2 separate regions of the Gossypium arboreum genome follow, and region 2 is linked to region 1. The links are chromatin contacts, called in public Hi-C maps. All regions are on one chromosome and are shown on one strand. The core of a region is the stretch at or near the end of the contact, and the rest is flanking DNA. Distances in the headings are between cores, read along the strand shown.

Region 1 (7,203 bases), core at 2,983-5,482:
GACTCAAAAATGAATTTACTTTTTTGCTCAAGCTCTTAATTTAAGAAAAATAAACTCGGACTTGACTCGACTTCCCATGTTTGATTTTTTAGATTAATTTTTGTTTAAAAATAAAATTTAAAAAATATATATAATATACTAAAAAATGCTAAAATAAAACTTTTCTAACACATGAAAAGGTATTCATATTTAAAAACACTATTATAATTTATTAAATTGAAAACACAAATAAATCTAATAAATATTTTATTGTATTAAATATAATTTTAAAATTTTATATTTTGAGTTAGGTTATACTTATTTTGAACAAACCCTCTATCTAAAATAAAATAAAATAAAAAACTTTGAGGGTTATCAATTAAATTCCAAAAATATACTACATTCTAGGGTTAAAAGTAAAAATATTAAAATTGAAATGCGTGACTAATCGATCCACTTATAAATTTAAAATATCGTCAATTAAAAAGTTATTTTTTCCAAGAAAATAGAATCATAATGAATTAATTATAATATGTATTAATATTGTAGAGAAACCACATTTAAAGTGATAAAATTATTGCTGGTTGTCATCATAAACCAACGTTTAAGTCCTACGTTACTCATCCCCTTTCATCACTACATCTCAAATTTTCATAAATCTATGGAAGAAATCAGTGTTGGATTTCACCATGTTATGATATAATAATGTTCCCAGGTCTCTCATTACTAATTAAACCTCACTCATACGCCGGGTATGGGAAACTGGGTGGTAAGTGCTTCGACTCTACTACGAAGATTGGACACCTTATCCGTCAACGAAAAATCAGGATACGAGACAAACTTCAAGAACTCTTGGACCTTTGATCCAGAAGCTAATCCCTTAGCCTCAATAGTGATTTGCACGCCCTCATGGATGAAATCAGCAATAGCCGTGAATTCCTTTTCTGTAAATCCTCTGGTAGTCATTGCAGGCGATCCAATGCGAATGCCACCCGGCACAAGTGCACTCTTATCCCCTGCAAATTTTAAGATGTATCAAGGATTGGTATAAAAAGGGAAAAAGTTAATTATAAATGAATGGTAAAAAAGGGGAATAAGGAAGAACTTACCAGGCACCGAATTTTTGTTCAAGGTGATAGAGGCCATGTCAAGTATTTTCTCCACCCGAGCCCCATCAATACCCTGTTGCAGGAGAAGTTCATTGATATAAAGGAGGCAAAAGGAGTTTAGGGTGTCTACAAGAGAATAAAAAAAACAAGAGATCCTACGCCTCTAGACTTGTCAATTGGGCAGATCAGGTTGGTTTTGATCAGGTTTATTTGGGTTTTTGAATTTTTAGGTTTGTCAGTTTAAGGTTCAAGTTATTTAGGTTGGGGCTATTTAGTGCATTTTGCGCCAAGTTATTTTGGGTTCAGGTCAAATTCGAGTTCAGATCAATTTGTATTTGGGTTGGGTGGATTCAGATTGTTGACTTTTTATAGCCAAATTGTGTAAGGTTGGTCGAGTTGAGTCAGGTTTTCAGTTTTGAGTCAATTTCTAAATGCCACTCAAGTTTGCATGTCTCACAGAGATGGTAACTTACCAATGGCCTTAGATCCACAAGCACAAGGTGATTATCACTACCACCAGAAACTAGTGTATAGCCAAGTTCAACCAATCGGCTTGCAAGAGCTCTACAATTAGACACTACCTGCAGCATGAAGTACCCATATTTTGACTTAATCACCACATAACTGTGCATTTTTTTTTTTTTATTACTCATCTTTGAAGGAAAGTACCTGATTCTGGTAAGCCTTGAACTCGGGTGATTGTGCATGTTGCAAGCAAACTGCTAGTCCTCCAATTGTGTGGTTATGAGGTCCACCCTGCATATACAAACATTATGCTTCTCATGATATAACTAGTTCCATAACTTGAAAGCCGGCAGAAGGATGGAATGGGGAATTCAGATTAGTAATAGGAGCAAAGGAGACCAATCAAACTAACCTGTAAACCTGGAAAAACAGCATTATTGATAGCAGATTCCAAATCAACTCCAAGAACAGGGTCCTTCTTGAAGAAGATCATGCCACCTCTTGGACCTCTCAAAGACTGGAAATGAGTAAAGAAAATCAAGTAGGTTATTCAAACGAACATATTAACACAAACAAAGTAATAGTACTATTTGGAACACACAAGTATCAGTGAGATTATTGGCAAAGCAGCTTATTTAAATTCTAATGCACATGATAAGTAAATCATGATCAAAACAACGTGAAGACATTCTTCGCTACACAAGGGCAAGTGAAATAGGGAAAGAATCAAGCGAGATTTACCATGCTACAAGGTAGTAGATTTTCTCAAGTTACCTTAAATATTAATGTTTCAACAAGCAAAACTAGCACTATGTGAAGTGAATTTAACATGCATATGGTTCAAGACAGCATTTGAAAATATTCATCCCAAACCTTGTGTGTGGTTGTTGTCACGATATCACAATATTCAAAGGGGTCAGCAACTACAGAAGCGGCAACAAGGCCACTTATATGAGCCATATCCATCATGAGAAATGCACCAACAGCATCTGCGATCTTCCAACAGATATCAATTCCAATTAAGTTAAATGCTTAAAAAAAGTCACTAAATGATAGTAAAGTACGGCAGACTATATAGCACAACCAACAAGCACATCAATGCTTACCTTCCTCATGCGAGGATAATCAAAATCTCGAGGATATGCACTGGCACCACAGATTATGAGTTTTGGTCGAAAGAGGGTAGCTGTTTTCTCAAGCATGTCATAATCAACTAGGCCTGTTCCAAATTTAAGACAAATCAAATCAACCACCAAGCAAGCATACCAACCACTAAACGAATTAAGTCTTAACAATAACGATGAGTTACCTGTGGATTCATCAAGCCGATAAGGCATTGACTCGAAATAGATTGATGTACCAGATACACGTCTTTTAGGAGTCATAAATCCATGTGACAAATGTCCGCCATGTGGTAAGTCCAAACCCTATACCAGTTACATTAAGAATCATTTATATGTGCACTATCGAACAGAGAGAACTAAGTTACAGCAGCAGAGTTCGGCAGAAGTATCTTACCATTATTCGATCATGCGGATTAAGAATTGCTGTATAAACCTCAAAATTAGCAGGAGAACCAGACAATGGTTGAACATTAACGCCCCACTTATTTTCATCCAAATGAAATGCTGCCAAAGCCCTCTTTTGGCAAAGTATTTCAAGTTCATCAATGTACTCATTGCCCCCATAGTACCTGCAATAAAAATTAAGATCATTAGCTGCAAATAATAAATCCAAAAACACAAAGATCACATCTCTATGCATTTAGCTTAACTCGATATACCTTTTACCAGGTAGTCCTTCGGAATACTTGTTTGTGAGACATGACCCAACTGCCTCCATTACTGCTCGGGATGTAAAGTTCTCTGAGGCAATAAGCTCAAGGCTTTTGAATTGCCTCTCTTTCTCCTTGTTAATAATAGCACGAACCTCGGGATCGGCTTCACTGAGGCCATGGTCCACAAATCGGGTTTCGACCACAGGGAATGAGTCCGAAGAGGGAGGCTTTCCAGTAACCAAGCTGCTTTCAAGTTGAGCTCTACAGGGTTTGACAGAGTTGAGCTTAAGACCATACCCTTTTAAAGGAAAAATTGGTCTATTCCCTTTGACCCATATGGGCTGTTGCAAAGAACCCATCATTGCAGCTCCATTACAAGCCTGCATTTTGACTTCCCACTAGTATTTCTCACAAATAACCTGCAAATTTACAACAGAATAACAAATAGATTAAAATAAGAAATTCAATTCATCATCAATTAATTTATATGTTAAAGCAGAAAATGAACAGCTATTAAGACTTAAATAATCCCATGAGATACAGGCAAAAAGAAAAAAAGGTATTTTCCTTTTAGAACTTGATCATTACCAATTCTTCTGTTAAGCCAAAACACGAAAACTAAAGAACAGCAATCTATCTTAAGTTAAAATACAGATAATAAACAAATATCTCAATAACTGGATATGAAAATTAGAGAGAGCAACGAATTAAACAAAATTTTAAGAAAGAAGGAATAATTCAAGAAATATAGAAAGAAGGGCATACTTGTTGGAAGGATTCTCTTTTTTTTTTTTTCTCGCGTTTTCTTTTTGGGTGCAATGGATTGAAGTGGCTCAAACTCTAAAACCCTAAAAGTCGACAGCGGTTTGCTTTAGTATAGTGGCAAAGAAGAAAATTAAAGAGGGTTAATTGCAGGATAAGCCCTACATTATGATCCAAATTTAAATTAATCCATAAACCTTAAAAGGTTGAATTTGATTTATCAAAGTATTAATATTGTATAATCGTATCTTTCCATCATCCTAACATCGATTTCAACATTAAATTTTGACGTAAAGTATATTTAAAGTCGATAAATAAAAATTTTAATATCTAAATTTTTATTACATGAATAATTTAAATTTGATGATTTATAAAAGATTAGATATTATCACTAAATTTTACAAAGACTTTTTTTAATGTGTTATATTTAAACTATCAATGTAACAAATATAAATGTATTTATAATTTGAATAAATATAAATGTATTTATAATTTGAATAAATTATTTTAAATATACTTCGTGTCAAATTTAAAATAATATTTGATATTTAAGTTAAAAAATCTAATTAATATAATATTAACACTTTAATATTTCAATTAAAATATTTTAAATTTCAAATACTAATCTAGCGAATAACCCTAATTAATAAATAAATGTAAAAGAAAATGAAAAAGACGAACGGCGCCGAAAATGGATTGGATAGCGGAGATTTGGGTAGTTGTCTTATGAGGGTTGAAAAACCTCCATGCGGGTTGTTCCATTGGATCTACTCGTATGTACCTGCTCTGATGTTGCCACTTGTCCTACTAAGTCCTGATTAAGTGATATTGGGGGGAAATCAACTACATGAAAATGCCAGTCTTCAATTATGCTAAGAAAAAAAAAAAGTGTAAACCAAATTTGTAAGGTTTACCAAAAATGCTAATGGTTAGAAATTTGGGTAAACTATGTAGAAAGTTACTAAATTGTTAATAAATTTATCTTGTAGTTACTTAAATTTAAAAAATTATAAAATGATAATTAAATTATTTAAAAGTTTTTATATAAATTATTAAATTGTTAAAATTATTGTTATATGGCTTTCTCCGTTTATACCGTCTGCACCAATTAAAATCTTTTTTTCTCCTTCTCTTTTACAATTTAATTTTTTTTAAATGAATAATTTTGGAACGTAATGAATTTACGAACTAAAAATTAAATAGTTTTTTTCTCTGATCCTCCACACTAATTATCAAATCAACTTGAATCTAATGTATGTTTTCTATTCTCGATGAGTATTGATCTATCATATCAATCATTAAATTGTGGTTTAGAGTTCACCAATCAAACTTACTCAAACTACTCCTCTTTCTCCAAGCTTATCTTCCACTATTCTCCATCAGTTTTGATCAAATTTAGGAGGTCTCAAGAAATTAACTATAACTATGCAATTAAAAACTAGTTTAAACGAAAATTCTGACCTTCCATAATGGTCTTTAGGCATGTCTTAAAACTGAAATTTTCAAATAATAGCAGAGAATATTCAACGTAATTTCAATATAAAAAAATTGAAGAAGCCAATGAACTAAGCTGGCGGAAGAAGAGACGACCAAGTTACCAACTCCACCTTTCATACTATTAATACACTGGATTAAAAATATTTTATATATTACAACACCACCGCACACTTGATGGAGATTAAATCTTATAACCTTTAATTTTTTTCCTATATATTTATATATTATATTTTTTCTAAATTTTAAATAATATCTCAATATTTTTGTATTATTATTATTTTTATCATTTTCAAGTGTCACAATTAGACCTGATCATGAATCGAGTTTGGGTGGAGCTAATGCAAATTTTTAGGCTTGTTTTCTAAGTCTCAACTCGAAAAATGGACTTAAATTTTGTTTAAGCCCAACCTAGATAAAAAAATACTAACTTTGAGTCCAACTCGGCCCGGCGTATTAAAAAATTTATATTATTTTTTATATAAAAACAAATTTTAAAAAGTAAACATCAAATACACTAAAAATATTAAAATAAATTATTCTCAACAAATTGAAAATACATTTTAAGAAAAAGTCTTTATATTTAAATAACACTACAATAGTTACAACTTAGTAAGCAAATGCCTCTAAAATAGTAAGAAAATTAATTGTAAAACAAGAGTTATACAATATCCAAACAATAACAACAGAAAAATAGTAATATAATAACAAAATGGCAACAAAACAACATTAAAATGTCAATAAATAACAATGAAAAATTTTAGGCAAATTCGGGTCAATCCAGGCTCGAGCCAAAAAAATCTTACCCGAGGCCTGACCCGTTTAGAAAATGGGCCTTTTTTTTGTCTAAACTCATTTTTCAAGTATATATTTTTGCCCAAACCCTCTCACTTTTTAAGTGGGCTTTCGAGCTTGAGCGAGTGGCCCAACCCATGATCAGGTCTAGTCACACATGGTAAAGATACTTGAAAAAACAAAAAGAAAAGGTCATTAATGTTAACTGTCAAAGAATCTTTTTAATGCATTTTACTCATTTAGATACTCAATTGAGTAAAAAAACAAAAGCTTAATTACTTTTTTGAAAAAATTCAAAAGCTTTTACACCCTTAATCCTTCTATTTTTTAAGTATATTTACCAAGTACACCAACAATAAATTTTGACAAAAAATAATAATTATGTCATCTATAAAGTAAAATATTTAAATAAAAATAAAAGAATTTAATCTTAGATAAACCATAAAAATAGTTACTTAACTATTAGCGTATTTCTATTTTGATCATATAGGTTTAAAAATTTTATTTTAATCACTAACATTATTGAAATTTAATATTTTGCTTACTCATTCATTATGAAATATTTTTATTGACATAATAAAATTTTATCTATTCAATATTAACATATTCTATCAATTTGGTCTTAATTCTAAAAATTCAACAAATTTAACCCTCAACTTTACACATTTAGTTAATTTAGTCTTGATTCTTAAATTTTTAAAAAAATTTAAAAAAATTTAAAAGTTTATTTTTTTGATAAATTTACATAAAATTTTATAAAATACATACAAAATTATAAAAATATTTATAAATAAATGAATACCCATTTTCTAACACAAAATT
Region 2 (7,203 bases), core at 3,384-5,883, 490 kb after region 1:
AATCGCGCAAAATAAAAATTTGATGGTTAATTGAAAAAGGGTTGAATTGATGTTGTCTTTCTTATATGAGGTATTTAGGTTGTAATTTGACCATATGTATTATTCATGGACGGTAGTAACCTTAATTTATAATGGCATTATATTTTAAGTTAAAGGTTAGTTAAGTAAAATGTTTAATATCATGTATTAAATAAAACATAAAATAAAACATTAGTGTTCATACTTGTTGCATGACCGAAACTAAAGAAAAGAAAAATAAAATAAAGGGGTTTAATTCGGCATTATTGAAGCTTGATTCAAGGTGAGTTCTAGCTCAGTTTTTGATAATTTTTACGTTTTTTAGATCGTTGCAGTGTAATGTACAAAGCCCATGCTTGAATTTTTTATTTTGGTGAATATTTTGAGTTATGCCATTGATGAACATTTGAGCTTTGTGAAGTTAGTTGGTGAAATATGAAAGATATGTTTTGGATTAACATGTTTTTTTATTAGAATTTTTGATGATTTTGAGTAATTAGGACTAAATTACAAAAATAATAAATTGAGGGGCTAAAATGTGAAATAAATGAATGTATGGACTTGTATGAACACAAGGAATATTCAGCCTAAGCATGATATATTGAAATTTTGCATATTTTGTGTTTTGTGCAATAGGGACTAAATTGTAAAAAGTGTAAATATTAGGGGTAAAATGGTAATTTTCCCATTTATGTTTTTTTGGACTAAAATGAATGAAAATATGTTTTGAATGAGTTTAAATTGTCTATGTCTAGATTAAGAACCAAAGAAATCAGATTTGGATCGGGGGAAAACTAAAGTTGTCGACTAGTCGTCCCGTTCTGATTTTCATCATTCGAGGTAAGTTTACAAGCAAGTAAATGCTGTTAATTTTCAAAAAATGTAAACTTAAATTATTGAATTGAATATTATGAGTATTTATATATCATGACCGAATGTGTATATGCTTGGGAATTAAGTTTATGAATTTGATTCGACTGAGTTATGATGTCCGAAAGCCCTGTACGGACCGTAGGATTCTGATATATGTGTTTTTGTGTAAGACCACGTCTGGGACATTGGCATTGTTTTATAGATGTAACTGTCTGAGTATCCTATTTGATTCCGAATGGTTCAACGGCCAATGATAAGTTATGATCGAAGGGTAAAACGAGCTAAAACGACTAGGTATGAGATAGTTGATTACCTATTTGAAAGAAATAAGGTAAGTTGACCATTAGGTATATGGTGTAAATTAAATAAGTTACTAATGTGAATATATGTGCCTTGTGAAATATATTCGGCCATTGCTATGTATATGCATATGATTTTATATTTTGATTCATGAGTATATGTATATGTGTATAAATGTACTTGGTCATATAATGATATTTAGCTTTGAAATCGAAAGATACTTTGTTAATATATATATGTATTCGCCATAAATAAGTTTATATGTGAAAGTATATGATATACGTGACATCATAAGATAGGTTTAATATGATTATGATAGTATAATTTGGTTTGGTTAAGTGAGTTGATTATGTCATTGAATTGCTTATTTGCTTATGACTTACTAAGCTTAAATAGCTTACTATGTGTTATGTTTACCTCTATTTTATAGATTTCGAGATCTAGTTATGAGCTCGGGGATCGTCAGCAAAGTCGATCACACTATCGACTGTCTTTGGTATTTTATAAGCTAAATTTTTGAAACTATGGCATGTATAGGTTGGATTATATTTTGAAATGCTGGATTTTTGGTTTATGTATATATATAAGCCAGAAGAAAATGGCTTGTTTGTTTTGTTAGAATTGGTTTCAAGTTTTGAACAACTTATGAGTATGTTTGGTTGTGGTTTTGATGTTCCGGTCAAAATGTATTTATATGTGAATCATGGTATATATATATGATAATGGTAATGAAGTTATGCCAAAGTATATGCGTATGATATATTTGGTTTAAAGTGAAATTGTGGTTGATTCAGCTATGGTTATGCATAGCTAAAAGTATATGTGAATTTGGTTGATATATTGATTAAGGTGTTATTATGTAAATTGGCATTAAATGATATTGGTTATGTTCGAACATGGTAGAAATTTATTTTGATATGTCTATTATATGGTATGTAAGATTTGTGTTTTGATTTATAAAATATGTGTGTGATATGCATGATATCAAGTATGGATATGTTCGGCAATTACATTTGAAAATGGAATAATATGTTATATGTATTACATGTTTTTAATAGGCTATGAAATGGCTTTACTATATTATGCATTTGGTTATTTGGTGTGGTTTATTTTTGACATAAAATTTGACATATAATTTGTCTTATAAGCTTTGTTTAGAATTGGTAAATGATATGTATGTGTATTCAGTTAACGATAGATAAATTAGATATGTATGCATATAACATGTACGTTGGTGGTTTGATATTTATGTGACAAGTTGACATATGTGTATACGAATATTATATGGTAAGTTTAACTTAAAGTTTATGGTGGAATTGGTATGATTAAAATGTTTGATTTTGATAGTCGAGTAGATGAACAAGTAAATAGGTTATATAATTGTAATTTTTGTCATGATGTTGGCATATACATTTTGGTATATTTGATTAAATAATTATGTTTTGAAATGATTAGTAGATTGATTGAATATATGATAATTGACGTAATGCTTGTTTATTAGAAGTGTTATATGTGTATATAGTAATAAAGAAGAATGAAAGTTGACTTTAAATAAGACATACGTGGTTAGCATGTTATATATGTTCGGCTAAACTTTAGGAAAATGACATTATGAATAGTAACTTGGTTTTTAATATATCTATATAACCTATTATAATTGATTTGATTTAGTATAGGTCCAAATGTGATGAATTAAAATGATTAAATTTCTATGTGTATCCATGAATGTCCGAAAATTGTGTTTTCATTTAGTAATACCTCGTAACCCTTTCCTGACGACAGATACGGGTTAGGTGTGTTACACTAGTATGGATTTATGTGTACTTAGAATGTCATACTTGGAGTTTTGTTGCCTTCAATCTTTGCACATATTACACACACTCTCTGCTGCCTTTAGGTTATGCAGTCACATGCATATTTTAACGCCTTTGGGCTTAGCACTTAGGTGCTCTTTGGTGTGTTTGGCGGCTTGGCACTTTGGTCCCCCTTGGTGTGTTTTGAAGGGATTTGATTTGGTACCTAGCACTATGTGCTCTTTGGTGTGTTTTGGAGGAAGTCCCATGTATCCAAGTCATTTCCTTATATTATTATGGCCATTTGAATAAAAATATTGATAATAAGATGTACCTATGATTATAAAATTTAAATGTACTCTAAAGTATATTTTTTTAAAGGATTAACAAGTTAAAAGGCTATGTTTTTATGATAAGGTCATCCTCTAGCAATAAGACATGAAATTGTGCTTAAAAATTATGTATTGGTATACCCCTAATAAGGAAACTAATGAGGGAAGATATGCCTTGCATAAAGAATTTATAGCCATAAGTGGAACACACATGTGAATAAACTAGAAAGTTAAGTTAAAAAGGCTATGAACTTAGATTGAACAATATTGGTAACCTTGATAATAATCTTGAACATGAATTCTCAATACGAATTGTTAAAGAACCAATAACCAGTAAATTGAACTCTATAATTCAGTAATCAAAACCGAATCTGTTAAAATGGCTTAGTATGATGGAAATGAACTTGAAAAATTCTTAATAAGGGGCTTAACATTTATATTAGTATAAGATAAATAAGCTTATCCTTGATTACATACTAAGTTGTTAGGCTCATGCATTAGTGGTTTAAAACGCGCCAATGAGAAGTATAAGATTTGAATTTGGGAGCTTCACATCACCTTTCATTGAAGTTGTAATGTATTTATATTAATTGTTATTGCATAAGGACTTTGACATGTACATAAAGACTTAATTTGAATATAATATTTATAAAAAAATAGTTGAAATTCAAGTTATTTTGATGTTATTAATTAAGTTTTATTTCGTTATGTTACTTGAATGTGTTTATGTCATGTATTTAAGTTTAAATGAAGTTTGAAATTAATTTATGATGAGGTTTAAATGCATTTATGTTTTTTTAAAACTTGATTAATTTGATTTAAAGAATATTAATATAAAATAAAATAAACATTTTCATAAAAGGAAAATAAAGTTAAACTTAAAAATATTATAATAACATCTATCATTGTATTGATGGTGAAAACGAGCGAAAAATATTACAAAAATAGAATTTGATACATAAAATAATAGCTAGATTAACAAAAATTCTTGATTGATAGTAATTATTAAAAATTTTGAGCTATACATTAAAAATATATAGTACAATTAATCCTTAAAAAAGTTTATGAAAGTAAAACATAACACTTAAACATCAAATACCATTATATCAAAACCCTAAATGCGATACACTGTCAGCCACTCAGCCCTCCTTTAATGAAAGATAGCCCTACACCCTCATATTTGCTCAGGCTTCCATAAAAGCCAAGCCAATCTCTCCCTTCTCTTTTGTCTGTTTCTCACAAAATCTATTCACTCTCCCCAGCACATGCCTTTTCAAAATCTTCACACTAAAAACTTTAAAAAATTATATATATATATATAACCCTTTCTTTATTATACATCAACACAAAAAATGGAGATCTTGACAAGTATCCAAACTCAAATATCCTAGAGAAAATCCCCCATAAAAATTTCATAAACAGTTGGCCCGCTCTTAAACACAACCCTCCACCACTTTACCTTCCACCATTTCTTTTCCCATTACCCCTTTTCTCTTCTCATTTTAGTCCCTAACCAGAAACATCCAAAGCCACGTTGGAAGAACCAATGTCAACAGTACCATATTCCCTATGGTCTTCCATTTTAAGCTGGTTTACCCCAACTGTGTTCTTTGTCTTCCTTAACCTTACAATAGGTACCATCTATTTCACTTCCACTTTGAGTTCCAGCAAGCCTAGTAGTGACGCACAAAGGCAGTACCACCCAGATGATGAAACAAACCCAAAGTTTGTTAGATCTCCATCTATGTTGCAGAGGCTGAAATCTATCAACTTGTCTGCTTACAGATCTCAAGAACCTGTTGTTGCTAGTGCTACCACTGCCTATGAAAGTGTCTCTGATGTGGGTGATTTCCATTTCTCTTTTCAACAACAAAACCCTCAACAACAGCGCCAGCCTTCCTTTGAGAGATCCCCTTCTGTTTTGCAAAGGCTAAAGTCCATTAATCTCTACGGTTACTTCTCCCCAGAGCAGACCAAAAGCCATGAGAGTTACCCCCATTATCCTCCAGAGGTAGCTCAGGGTGAGGGACATGATGAAAAGGTGCAAGAGCCTGAAAAACAAGATGAAAGGGAGGGAACCCAAGGTGAAGGAAAAACGCTTGATGAAGTATACAGTCAACTGAAGGAGGGAAATCATGTTGCGAGGACCAAATCTGATACTAAACCAGCATCTGGTGAGGTACCAACTAAGCTTCCGAGGAAGATGAAGAAATCTGCAAGTGTAAAGTCTGCTTTTCGACATTTCGAGGAAGGAGATATCGTGGAAAATCGACGGCCGGCCACCGTGAGAGAAGGGAAAGAGAAAGCTACGGAGGAAGAAGACGATGAGGTGGATGCCAAAGCTGATGATTTCATCAACAAGTTCAAGCACCAGCTGAAACTGCAAAAGCTTGATTCCATCATTAGGTACAAGGAGATGATCAATAGAGGGAGTGGTAGGTGAAAAGCTTTACATTTTCAATCTTTTTTCGGGGGTTAATTTCAGGGTTTAATTATTGGTGTAGATCTACTACTGGTATTGTTTACATCTGTTGGAACTTTGTGTTCAGGAAAAAAAATATGGCACTTTCATTTCATTTTCTGGTTTTTTTTATTTTTTATTTTAAGTTTCCTTTGAATGGGGTTTATCAGTTGTGTTATTTGGTTGTTCTCCAGGCATTTATATCCATTAATGTCCCAATTAGTACTGTTTCCTGGTTCATGAATCATATGATTGTCACCATTGCCATTACTAGCATTAGTTTTTAGCTGTTATCTACTAAGAGTTAAAGTGGGTACAAGAAAAATGTTGTAGAAGGGCATGCCATGCAATGGACCCTTAGTTGTTTTTTCAGACAAGACTGTGGAAACCTGTAGGTTCCAAGTCTGGAAGTGGAGAAAAACTGTGTAAAGAGGGTATTGGCCTGTTTTACAGGAGGAGAGGGCAGGCCATGCTTACAAAGACCCCACGTTTTGTTTTGGATTGAAAGGGACAGAACAGAAGAGGAACGATGGTGGGATTGAAATTGAAGGGAGAGATGGGGTGATTTGGTACAAATATATATGAATTTATTTACTGAGTATTAGGTACATTAATCTTATATTTTTATTTTATAAGTAGTGGCGAAGTCTGAATTTAAGTGTAATTGTTTAAATTAAATTATATATTTTATAATTTTAAAAGATAAAATTAAATTTTATTATTTTTAGAAAGATTAAAATATAATTTTATTTTTATTAATTTAAATTTTATAAGTTTTAAAGGGAGTTAAAAAATTTTAATTTTAGAGATGGCCGGGACTATACCCGCGCCTGGCTAGGATAAAATATTTTTATATAACATTTGTTTATTTTAATATCATTTGTGGAGTTTAAAAATTTTAGTGTGTGAAATATTTTTATTAGATTTGTCAAATATTTTCCTTTTAAATTTGTTTGTCCACATAAAATGGCGATCTCCATCTGTCGCACTGTCAGGTGCTTGGCTGTGATGCACGTGGGAGATTATGTTTGGCTACTATGCATTTACACCCAAATTTAATGTGCATGTAAATGATGTATGGGGAATAGTAAGAGTTTGGAGTTGCCATTCCCGCCTATCAATTTGACGTTTGATGGAGTGAAATTTAACGGCTAATTGAATTGATGAGTTTTATTTTATTATTTTAATTTAATTTAAATTTTTAAATTAAATTAAATTAAATTGAGTTAATTTAAATAAAATTATTTGAGGTAAATTAAAAAAATATTTTGAATTAATTTTTGTTATAATATAATTAATTTCATGTTGGAGAATATAAATTTAAAATTATATATATTTGAAATTATTTTCAAAGTAAAATAAAAATAAAATAAAATACTTTAATATGATAAATTTAATTTATAAATTAAATTATTTAGGTCCCAAA

The links. Hi-C and Micro-C count contacts between places; a contact is called where the count stands out from the background.
Region 2: a Hi-C map of leaf shows a contact between it and region 1, with 3 times the contacts expected there. The contact joins the promoter of LOC108484913 here to the promoter of LOC108486534 in region 1. A contact is called at or near these places in 2 of 5 Hi-C or Micro-C datasets (both in leaf).

What each region holds. Positions count from the first base shown.
Region 1 is chr6:109,948,948-109,956,150 of ASM2569848v2, forward strand. LOC108486534 (serine hydroxymethyltransferase 3, chloroplastic-like) reads right to left here and starts at 4,233. Exons shown (of 11, transcript XM_017790637.2): 1 at 4,096-4,233; 2 at 3,337-3,749; 3 at 3,072-3,246; 4 at 2,863-2,980; 5 at 2,660-2,772; 6 at 2,427-2,549; 7 at 1,966-2,070; 8 at 1,758-1,844; 9 at 1,562-1,669; 10 at 1,089-1,161; 11 at 468-995. The coding sequence starts at 3,716. The coding sequence ends at 721.
Region 2 is chr6:110,441,353-110,448,555 of ASM2569848v2, forward strand. It overlaps LOC108484913 (pathogen-associated molecular patterns-induced protein A70-like), which reads left to right and starts at 4,634. Exons shown (of 1, transcript XM_017788797.2): 1 at 4,634-5,955. The coding sequence starts at 4,863. The coding sequence ends at 5,759.